Linked DNA regions of Mus musculus: region 2 is linked to region 1. Evidence: chromatin contacts called from public Hi-C data. All regions are on one chromosome and are shown on one strand. Each heading gives the region's core, a stretch centred on a gene start, on an enhancer-like site or on the middle of the called end of the contact. The rest is flanking DNA. Distances are from core to core; before and after follow the strand shown.

What was found. A called contact is a pair of places that touch in the nucleus more often than the background predicts.
Region 2: a contact with region 1 is called in a Hi-C map of Th2 cells, with 3 times the contacts expected there. The contact joins two enhancer-like sites. A contact is called at or near these places in 4 of 39 promoter capture datasets (the 3T3-L1 cell line, hippocampal neurons and second pharyngeal arch cranial neural crest), 2 of 484 Hi-C or Micro-C datasets (Th2 cells and cortical neurons) and 3 of 115 datasets of contacts at active chromatin or transcription factors (astrocytes, forebrain and large pre-B cells).

Annotation. Positions count from the first base shown.
Region 1 is chr16:49,328,350-49,333,867 of GRCm38.p6, reverse strand. No RefSeq gene overlaps it. Among named protein-coding and RNA genes, the nearest start is that of 1700026J12Rik, 75 kb to the right of the region's middle. Within about 2 kb of position 2,642, at least 37 of the 459 cell types and tissues checked have an H3K27ac peak or open chromatin away from gene starts, as enhancers often do. A contact at or near this core is called in Th2 cells, where this site is marked.
Region 2 is chr16:50,734,154-50,740,049 of GRCm38.p6, reverse strand. No RefSeq gene overlaps it. Among named protein-coding and RNA genes, the nearest start is that of Dubr, 4.3 kb to the right of the region's middle. Within about 2 kb of position 3,384, at least 196 of the 459 cell types and tissues checked have an H3K27ac peak or open chromatin away from gene starts, as enhancers often do. A contact at or near this core is called in Th2 cells, where this site is marked.

The DNA.
Region 1 (5,518 bases), core at 1,393-3,892:
ATATATATGCTGTAAGTACTTTGAATACATATGCTTTAAGTATTCATATATATGATATCATATGTATATATGTATATATGCTATAAGTACTTTGATAAAAGCAGTAGACCTTAGGGGAGCAAGCCCATGTCTCCAGTTTCAAGATGAAGCCTGAGCTTCTAGCTGTGCTTTGACAACTAGCAAGTGTTACTTCTGCTGTCAGTAATTCTTCATCCAAGCTTCCCAGATCAACTGGTCCACAAAAGCAAATATAAAAAGTCAGAAGTATTTGCAGACATCAGAAACATGCACACAGTGGAAAACCATCCATGAAACAGTTTAGAGAAAAGCATGAGGCTTGAGGAAACAATTGACTGATCTTACATTGCTTTTAGAGTTTACAGAATACGTGTTATTTTTTAAAAAGCAAAAATAAAGATAAAAAATAAAAAGCAAAACAAACAAACAAAACAAAAACTATAATCTAGATGCAAACTTCTGCAGCTATTTTGTCATCTATTAGCTTGTGACTCACTTGTTAAAGTGTCTGTTCTGGCTCTCTTTATTTCAACTTGACACCAGATAGAGTCATTAGGAGAGGAAAGAGACTCAACTGAGCAAAGGTCTTTGTGGGTCTGCTGCAGGCAAGCTGTAATGCATTTTAGTGGTTGATATGGGTAGGACTAGCCCATTGTGGGTGGAGCTGCCTCTGGATTAGGGGTCCTGAGTTCTATAGGAAAGAGGATTGAATAATCCAGGGAGAGCAAGCATGTGAAAAGCTCCCCTCCATGGTCTCTGCATCAGCTCCTGCCTCCAGGTTCCTGCTCTCTTGAGTTCCTGTCCTGACTTCGTTCCATGATGAACAGTAATTTGGAAGCATAAGCCAAATAAACCCTTTCTCCTCGGTTGGGGTGGCCGTGGTATTTCATCAGAACACGAGAAATCCTTACTATGACAGTGTGCCAAGAAAATATCAGCTTGGCCAATCTAGAAGCAGATTCAACTGAAACAGTTTAAATCATTGGAGAGGGACTAGAAATCTGGTAATATTTGTTGGCAAAACGTTGAATTCAGGTACTACTTGGCCTACATTCATGACAGGTCCAGAGGACAAAAACATTTTGTAAAAGTAGGAGTAGTAAAGACCTGAGCATCATAGCTAGAAAGCAGCCAGCCCTGGGGTCAGTTCCTAGGAAACATTAGCTGCATATCCCTGTTACTTCCCACCCTTCATCGCAGGAGGCCAAATCCACCATTGACTCACGTAATCCATAAATCAACTACAGTGTTAACACTGGGCTGCTGGTAGGTCTGAGACTCCAGACATGATTTGCTTGGTTAGGAAATACACACAGAAGGAAGCCAAGGCGGCTGTCAGCGGCACATCAAGCATTTGGCACATTCTCCTTTTCCTCTCATTGCCCAGAACTTGCTCCCTAAAACATTTTCTGAGCTGGTTTTCTCTTTGTGCTGATCACTGAATGAAGTGGAGATCTGTTCTCTGGAACCATAAAAGTAATAAACAAAGTAATCAGGCTATGGGGTTATGCATGGCATAGCAACTGTCAGGAAACAAGCCAGACATCTATCAGGAGTTAAATAGGTTAATAAACCCTGCCCCCCCCCCCCCGCCCCACACACACACACAGTGTGTGTTCCAAAATATAGGAAAACAGCACAATAAGCCTGACTTTCAAAATAATCAGGCTTACTAAAATTAGACACACAAACCCAGTGGATTGCTCTGAATTTCAAAGTTCTAGAAAATTCCACCCAGTGCATATCTGACAGGAAGCATATTAGTGGTTGACAGAAACTTGGGCTGAGACAGAAGGCTTCTAGTTCATGGGAAGGGGCAGTGGATATGTCCGTAGAAATAGTTTTACTGGTAACACATTTGCCAACATTTATGAATTTTATATTTCAAACACATTCAACTATTTAGGTCAATAACACTCAAAAAGCTACTGTATGAAACACTAATAAGGAAACCAAGCTAACTTAGAGGGAAATTCACAGAAGGGAAATGGTTTCAGTTGTTATAGAATTATAACACAAAATTATGAAGTACATAGCCACCTTTTCAATATTTTTAAATCTTGTTTTAAAAATTGACAAAATATGTACATATGTATTTTATAAAATGATGCTTTGACATAAGTACACATAGTAGAATGGCTTGTCCCAGGTAATTAATATATCTGTACCTTACATATCAATTATTTTTCATAAAGAAAAAAATTAATATATTCTTTTAAGTGATTTTCAAATATTTCAAAATTGTTATTTACTATAACCATCATGCCGTGTCACAAGTCTGCTGAGTTCAGGAAATTAACACCCCAAATTTAGTGAGATTGTATGTGACTTGCCTTTACCTTGCTTATCTCACTAAGCACAAAGTCCCCCAAGTTCCCCCATATTGTTGCACATTCTTTAGGCTGAATACTATTTGTCCATTAGTTATGAACACACAGCACATTCTTTCCTATCGCTTCATCCTTCACGAACACGGAGTTAAACCTACTCTCTTGGCCATTATGAATAGCACCACAACAAACAACAGGATTCAGTAATTTCTTCAAGTCATTCATCTCACTCACTCTGGTGTGGTATCCCCACACCTCAGATTGCTGATCATAGATAGTCATTTAGCAATTTCCCTTCAGTTCTTAAGAAACCTCCAGAGCATCTTTGTGGTAGTACATCTCTGTCAACAGTGCTTATCTGCTCTCTAGCTCTATGTCCTCACCAACGCTGCTACTTCTATGTTTCTGATGATCATATGAAGTGATGGCCAAGGAAACTTATTTTCACTTCTAAGAGTCAACAATATTGACAGCATTTCTGTTGGGCCCCATTTTGGCCCTGTTTTGGGCCTTGAGGACAAACCTGAGCCTGGCTCAAGTTTTGAAAAGTTTTGCTCAGTCACTTCCCTACTAGAGTGACTCAGCATGACCTGCTTAAGCCTGCCTTTGCCTAACTACTGCTGACATAGAATAACTTTGTTGGCTGTCAGTCACCCCATACTCTTCGTCACCCTTCCCCTCCCCCTAAGTCATCTCACCTCAGCAAAAAAACCCTACCTCCTTTCTCAGCCCTTTTTAAACAAAAGATTGATATAATTAAATGAGTTCCTGCTTTGACAGACTCCCTGCTCCGGGTAGTTATGGAGGGCAGGAGGCAATTCTTCAGAGTGCTGGAGATCTGAGCTGTGTGACACTCACCATCCCTCTTCAGTCCCAGACCAAGTTCTCTCCTCTCGGCCTAGACCTGCCAAGAGAGCTGGCACATTTCTCCTTAATTTATTTACTTATTTTATTCACTTTACACCTTGATCTCAGCCCCCATTCCCTCCTCTCCTCTCCTCCCCCATTCTCCGTCCTCTTCTCTTCTGAGAACCGAAGGCCCCTTGTGGGTACCAACCAACCCTTGCACATCAAATCACAGCAGTATTAGGTACACCTCTCCCACTGAGGCCAGACGAAGTGGCCCAGCTAAGGAAAACCAAAGCGAGGCAAAGCGAGTCAGAGTCATCCCACCCCATCTACATTGCACTCCACATGGTTAAGGGACCCACACCGAGACCCTGCTGCACATCTGCTACATATGTGTAGGGGGCCTAGGTCAAGTATCCTCCCTTGGGCCCTTCTTGTTACTCAGCTTTTTTGGGTCTGTGGATTTTAGCCTAGTTATCCTGTATTTTATAGCTAATATCAACTTATGAGTGAGTACATACCATAATTGTCTTTCTAGGAGTGTGTTACCTCACTCAGCACAATATTTTGTAGTTCCATCCATTTGCCTGCAAATTGCATGATGTCTTTGTTTTTGATAGTTGAGTAGTATTTCATTGTGTAAATTTACTACATATTTTTTATCCATTCTTCAGTGGAGGGACATCTAGGTTCTTTCCAATGTCTCACTATTACAAATAAATCTGCTATGAACATAGTTGAGCAAATGTCCTTGTGGTACAGTGTAGCATATTTTGGGTATAGCTGGGTCTTGAAGTAAAAAGATTCCCAGTTTTCTGAGAAACCACCAAATTGATTTACAATGTTTGTATTAGGTCTCACTCTCACCACCAATGGAGGAGTTTTCCCCTTGCTCCACATCCTTGCCAGCATGTGCTGTCACTTAAGTTGTTTATCTTAGCCATTCTGTTTGATGAAAGATGGAATCTCAGGGTCATTTTGATTTGTACTTCCCTGATGACTAAGGATGTTGAACATTTCTTTTAAGTGCTTCTCAAACATTCAAGATTCCTCAGTTGAGAATTCTCTGTCAAGCTCTGTACTCCCTTTCTGAACTGGGTTATTTGGTTTGTTGGTGTCTAATTTCTTGAGTTCTTTATATATTTTGGGTATTTGCCCTCTGTCAGATGTAGGGTTGGTGAAGATCTTTTGTCATTCTGTAGACTGCCGATTTGTCCATTGTCTTAGAGAAGCTTTTCAATTTCATGAGGCCTCATTTATTGACTGTTAATCATAGTACCTAGGCCACTGGGGTTCTGTTCAGAAAGTTGTCTCCTGTGCCAATGAATTCAAGGCTATTCTCCCCTTTTCTTCTATTGATTGGGTGTATCTGGTTTTGTTTATGTCCTTGACCCACTTGGACTTGAGTTTTGTGCAAGGTGATAGATATGAACCATTTGTTGAAGACGTTTTTCCACCCACTCTATTGTTTTGGCTTCCTTGTCAAAAAACAAGTTCCCATAGGTTTGTGGACTTACTTCTGTGTCTTTGAGTCAATTCCATTGATCAACCTGCTTTTATGTCAATACTATGTGATTTTTATTACTATTGCTCTGTAGTACAGCTGGAAATCAGGGATCATGATACTTACAGAAGTTCTTTTATTGTATAGTAATATTTAGATATCCTGGGGATTTTAATAGACCTTGGGGGGGTCACTTATGTACACTATCATAACATCTATGCATAGCAGTACTTTGACTTCTCCAATTTGTAAGCCATTGATCTCCTTTAGTTGTCTTATTTCCCTGGCTAGAACTTCAAGTACTATCTTTAAGAGATGGGGAGAGAGTGAGAGCCTTGTCTTTTCCCTGATTTTAGTGGAGTCGCTTTAAGTTTCTCTCCATTTAATTTGATGTTGGCTATTGGCTCTCTGTATAGTGCCTTTATTGTGTTTAGGCATGTGCCATGTATCCCTGATCTCGCTAAGACTTTTAACATGAAGGGGAGTTAGATTTTTCACCAATACAGATGGTATGTAACTTGGTAGGCAAGAACTCACTTTTAAAAATTAATTGAAGGTTCTCAAATGGAATACACATGCACCTTGGAGTAGAATTAGGAGGAGGGGAGAATTAACCAGTGAGCCATGCTGATCATTCATGTGGTTTCTTCCAAACTATGCAAGCCAGGAAACTAGAACAGAGGAACACAGCTGCCAGTGGTGATTTGCTCCTGATCCTTCTAAAAGGTTTCTAGTGCCTCAGAGAGCTTGAGCTCAGAGGGGCAGGGAGCCCCTGCTATACAAGGGACAGACTTCTTGGAGGGAGGCAGAGAGAGGC
Region 2 (5,896 bases), core at 2,135-4,634, 1.4 Mb before region 1:
TGAAGAACTTCACAGAGGGCCCATCCTCAGCTGCCCGTGGCTTCGTTCTTTTACCAGGTGACCTGAAAGACAACCTTAAGATTAGTATAAAATATGTTTTCTCAAAATTATCCACCACTCGTTGGAGTCTGGGTATGTAACTATCACCAAAGAAATAACTGGAATCACATCGCATTCTTGCATGAAGCTGCTTGGATCAGCATTCAGTCAAATTTTGGAAGAAACATCCTACAAAACAATAGGGGGACATTTCTATTTTCCATTCTGTTTATTTGTTTGTTTTTATTGCAGTGCTGGGGATAAAACCCAAGGCCTTGTGTACATAGGGCACAGTGTCAATCATTGAGCTACCTCCCAGATCAATGGAAGTTTTTAAATATGTTCAAGAATTTCATAAATGTATATAACATGACTTGACCGTATCCATATCTTATGACTCAGTCCCTGCTCCCCCTAGACTCCTCCACACCAAACACCCTCCCCACTTCACGTCTTCTTGGTTTGGTTTTTTTTTTTTTAATAAACTATTGAGTCAAAAGGGATAATCATACCTTCAAACATAGGGAACTGACGAACAGTCCCACCCTGAAGGCGGCTCTTCCCTTCCCCAAGCTGCTATCAACTGCCAATAGCCCCTCAGCCAGAGGAGAAATCAGAATGTTTTTAGTTTTGAGAGAGCCTTCCATGTAGCCCCAGCTGCCATGCATATCACTATACAGACTACATAAGTAATTTTTTTTTATTTTTTATGTCTATGTGCATTGGTGTCTGGTCTGCAGGCATGTCTGTGTGAGGGAGTCAGATTCCACTGGAACATAAGTTACAGTTTCGAGCTGTCGAGTGGGAACTGGGAATTGAACACAGATCCTCTCGAAGAGCAGCCAGCGATCTTAACCACTGGGCCATCTCTCCAGCCCATGCTGTTTCTTGCTTTTAGGAGAAGAGTTGCTTTGTCACAAGAGGGGACAGGCTAATGTGCAATATGTCCCTAACAGGCAAAGAGCATCTTTCTGTCCTTGGGAGGAGCAGAGCCTGTGAGTGTGAGGCTCTGCTCACCCACTCCTGCCCCTTGTACCTCTTGTAGCAGGCTGCTGAGGACACAGACAAGCAAACCCGGACTGTAACTCACCTTCATTCCAGTCGGCAGCATTAATGTCAAGAGAAAATTGAGCAATAGAAACCCAGGCAAAGTACGAAAGGCCCAATCACAGAGACCTGATCTGTTCTGCAAGTGAGATTTCCTGGAACTTGAGCAAATGCAACTCACAGTCGTACGCGTGAGCTTTAAAGTTAGCTTTGAACCTAATCCAGTGGTCATAAGGACTCACAGTAAATATGAAATAGACGTGACATGATTAACAGATGACCCTTCCAGTTACAAATGAGCTCTGGGTGATAAGCACACCTCTGCATCAATTATAAAAATCAGTCTCTCGGATACAAATTACTTTTAAACACCTAGAACCCTGGAACAAATTGAATTGAGAGGGGATGCTATTTAAAAGTAAGCATCATAAAGATGATTTTGAAAATATTTTCTGGAGCAGGAGACATGGTTCAGTGGTTAAGACTGCCTATTGCTCTTGCAGAGACCCGGGTTCAATTTGCAATACCTACACAGAGATTCACAACTATCCAGTCAGACCCTGCTCTTCATGAGCTTCTGTATGTATATGGTGCACATAAACACATTGAAGCATATGTGCACATAATTAAATGATATTTGACATGTATGGGCACTGTGCATGCATACCTATGCATGGATGTTATTCAATGACAGAGTTCCAGCATCGTCAGCATGTGAGTCCCTGAACCTCAGAAGGAAAAAAAAATATAAAACTTTAACTGGAGTACATCCTGTAGGGTGCTTAGAGAGAAGATTTGTGGCTCACCAACTTATAGAAATTTATGGACCATTGAATGCTTACAGTTTTTCTTTTTCCTTTTTTTAAAAAAAGATATACAATTTACATATGCAATTTACAAATTAAGTAAGACAGTTAATTGGTAACAACTTGGGTTATAAACAGCCCCCAAAGACAGAAGAGAGTGCCAGAAAACTGTGAACTTAGCACAGTAAAACAATGGTAAACTGGTATTTATTCAAGAATCCTAAGTGTAAGCTCTCTTTTGAACATGGGCTTCACTGTCATCAGGCCTGTGGAAAGGAGTCAAACTTGTAATTTCCCACACCGAGCCTTCCTCAGGTACCCTACACTGATGTAATAAGGATGTGAATAGGCAGAAGGCGGAAGAATTGGCTCTAACCATGTGACTCACAGAGAAAGACAGTGAGCTGGCTCAAATGCTGAGTAAGGCTCTAGCATCCGCAGAGCCTCAGGCCACTTGGCGGATCCTGGTACCTGCTGCTTCAGCCTACTGGGTGCTGGTTTGCAGGAACCCACACAAGTCAGGGCGTGGAAGCCTGGAACTGATAACACCCAACACCTAAGCTCGCTCAGGTCCTCGCAGTTGCTCCTGGCTGACATCCAAGAAAGAGACCCTGACCTGTTTGGATGTCTAAGAACCACTCAGGAAATGAGATCCATGGGTTGTGTGCCGGGGACCTGCCGTAGAGGCCCCAATCCAAATCCTAATCGCTTTGAGAAACATCTGTAACCAAATCCAGCAGCAAAACCGAACCTCACAAAGGACCCACCCAGGTTCCTCCATGAAGTGTGCTTCTGCTCGAGCACCTAGGGGAAGGCGACAGGGTTTTATGGGACTGACTGCCTTGACCTTGCTGCGTGGACATCGCCGTCGCCTACTCCTTTTGTACTTCTATTGCCTCCGCCTTAGTTTTTAATCTCCTGGTTGTTTTTACGTTACCTTACTGACCTTGTGTTTTGCTTCCCTCACAAACTTGAAAGGGGAACTGAACTCATAAGAAAAACGAAACAAAACCCAAAACGAAAAGCGCCCCCAAACAAGACAGAAACTCTAATCGTTTCTTTTATTCGGAGTCTCTGAACCGGTCTGTTCAAATCTTCATTAACTTTTCTGAGAGCGAGCAGGAAACACGCAGTGTTTCCTTACTGGAGAAGGTTTCGTGGCTGGAGTCAATGCTGCCGCATGACCAGCAGGGGGCAGTAGCACACTAAGAATGCAGGAACCGTCCCAGGCTGTGCGGAACACTGTTGAAGGGTTTGCGCTGGTCTGTGTAAGAGCGATGAGCTCAGCTCCGATGAAGTCTTTTGTTTTGTGTCCTATTTTACAATGCACGGTTCAGTTTTCCATATGAATTGTGACTTAGGCAGACTTCACTGTGACAGCTGGGCTCAAGAAAATGAGACGTAAAGAGGAAAATGGAAAAGGGAAAGAGGAAGTTCAAGTGTTTCAAATAAACTACGTAGAGAAGGCAGAAGTAATTCCCCCGTAGAGATACAAAGTTTGTCCCTTCGCTGTTACCATCCTTAATTCTGCCCTTCCGTTTACAAATTAAACTCATCCTTGCTTTCTCTCTTTTCCTGCTACTTTCTTTGCCATACAGTTTTCTGTTTTGTTTGTTAAGGATTTGTGCTTTTAAAAGATAAAGCTAGTTTAAACCAAATGGCTTCAAAAGATCCTATCATTTCTGAATACAGAGAGTGGATGTTTTTGTGCCTTTTGAATACTCGTTAGTCATTAATGTGTATGTTGCAACAACAAAAATGTCCCCTGTAGCCGTAAAGCTTTGGATAAACAGCCCAAAGCTATCGCTGAGATCTTTATCTGAGGACCTGGAGGTAGAATACGAAGTTCACATTGAAACATCAGAGACCTGAAGATCATTATAGTCAAGGATCATTGGGGTTTGGAAGGGTAAAAGGTGATCAGGCATCCAAGCATGGGGATTCTGCTGCTGCCGGGCCTCAGCCCACGCTGTTCCAGGAACATTCTTGCCTCATTTATCCAAAACACTCGTTCCTTCACCAATCTGAAGTGTTTGTGCAAAAATCACATTCTGGGTGGCTTTTCCCAACCACTTCTGTAAAGGGATGGTCAACTCTCTCCGTAGTCTTTCTTATATGAATCTTGGTCCACTTTTCTCAACAATAATGGCTATTAAATGTCACATTAAACATTTAACATTAGACATTTAAATATTATAAATTAGACAACTGGGACAGAATCCATCAGTCAACTAATGTCTTCACTCTCTATAAAAGGGGAAAACTAGGGTTGATCCCAATAAAACCACCACCCTGCCACACATAAATAAAACCACCACCCTGCCACACCCAAAGACAACAACAAAAGTAAAAGTAAGTCAGGAATGATGAGAATTTCAGGAAAAAAAAAAAAAAAAAAGATGGATGACAGACAAAAAATAGCAAGAAAATGCTTATAAAAAAGAACAGAAATTTTCTTAAATAAAAAAAGAGAAACTTAGACCCCAAACCATCTAAATAAAGCACATCTTAAGAATTTTTCCATATGTTGTGTTTTGTGGTTAAAAGAAAGTTATGAAAAAGTATATAGCCCATAATCATAAAGAAAGAATTACAATTAATTTAGAGAAAAATTGAAATACATAAATAATAATAGTGTATAACACAATCTCTTAAACCAGCTGCAATTTAACAAAATTATTTATTAAAATTGCCTAGAATTTACATTCAGAGGCAAAAATAGGCATACCTTGATAAAGTACATGAAGAAACATAACATGAACAATATTTTTTAATTAATTATATTATAAAACCAGAAACCACAGCCATCAAAACGTAACTTAAAAAATCCTCTGACCTTGAAAATTTTATCTATTAAATCTCAATATCAATCTCAGTTGATTCTGAGAATTTCTAGAAAAAAAACCCCACAACAATAATCTTTAAGATCAGCTGAAGAATGTTCAGAATAAAAATGAGAGATCATCAATACAAACTAGGAACTGAAATAAATGCGTTTCAGTGGGAGAGGATATACCTGCAGTGACCTGAGGTGCCAGGGTACATTGATAAGAAAGGGAGACTCCCCCGCCCCACCCCACCCCCGCTCAGAGGGAAAGGTGAATGGGGAGGGGAGGGGTCATAAGAGAGGGGACTGGGAAGAGGGGTGATTGCAATCAGATGCAAAGTGAATAAATAAATGGTAAAAGAAATAAATAGCCAGGCATAGTGGCGCACACCTTTAATCCCAGCACTTGGGAGGCAGAGGCAGGCATATTTCTGAGTTCAAAGCCAGCCTGGTCTACAAAGTGAGTTCCAGACATCCAGGACTATACAGAGAAACCCTGTCTCAAAAAACAAAAAGCAAACAAACAAACAAAAAAAACAATAAATAAATAAGTTAATTATCCCACTCAAAAATATATTTAAAAACAATAGTTTTTTTCCCGCAGATTTATTTAATTTTATTTTTGACTAAGCAACATGAAACAAATCCTAATAGATTAACCACATTTGGCATTTTACTAGGGAAAGGCAAACCATCATACAATGCAGGATTCATCCTTTTCAGCCTGAAAGAGAGGAGGTGAGATAAAATATTGGGTAAGCAAATATACTATCATCTTTCACGTAGAAGATTACTGTTACCACAAATTGGCTTTTATTTTTCTCTCTTTAAAAAAATTACATATTTTCTAAATATTTTGTGGAAGAGTCAGAAGCCATGCCAAGCCAATGAGCATCCTGAAGCTCACAGGCTGCAGTCAGCTGGCTGCCTCAGAAGCTGTAAGGGCTCCCTGGGCAACGGTTGGTTTTCAGTCTGGAACAACACAGTGGGAACCACCCCGGAATAAGCCTGGGAGCTGACACGGGAGCTGATATCACCTCAGGAAGGAAGGACGCTCGCATGGAGACCCTTGGAGCTCTGTCAGGTAAGAAGAGCCAAGCAAGGGCAGTCTGAGCTTTAGTGGATAACGGCTACAATGACATAAAAGCAAGATGTTCTCCGATGACAAGCTCCTGAA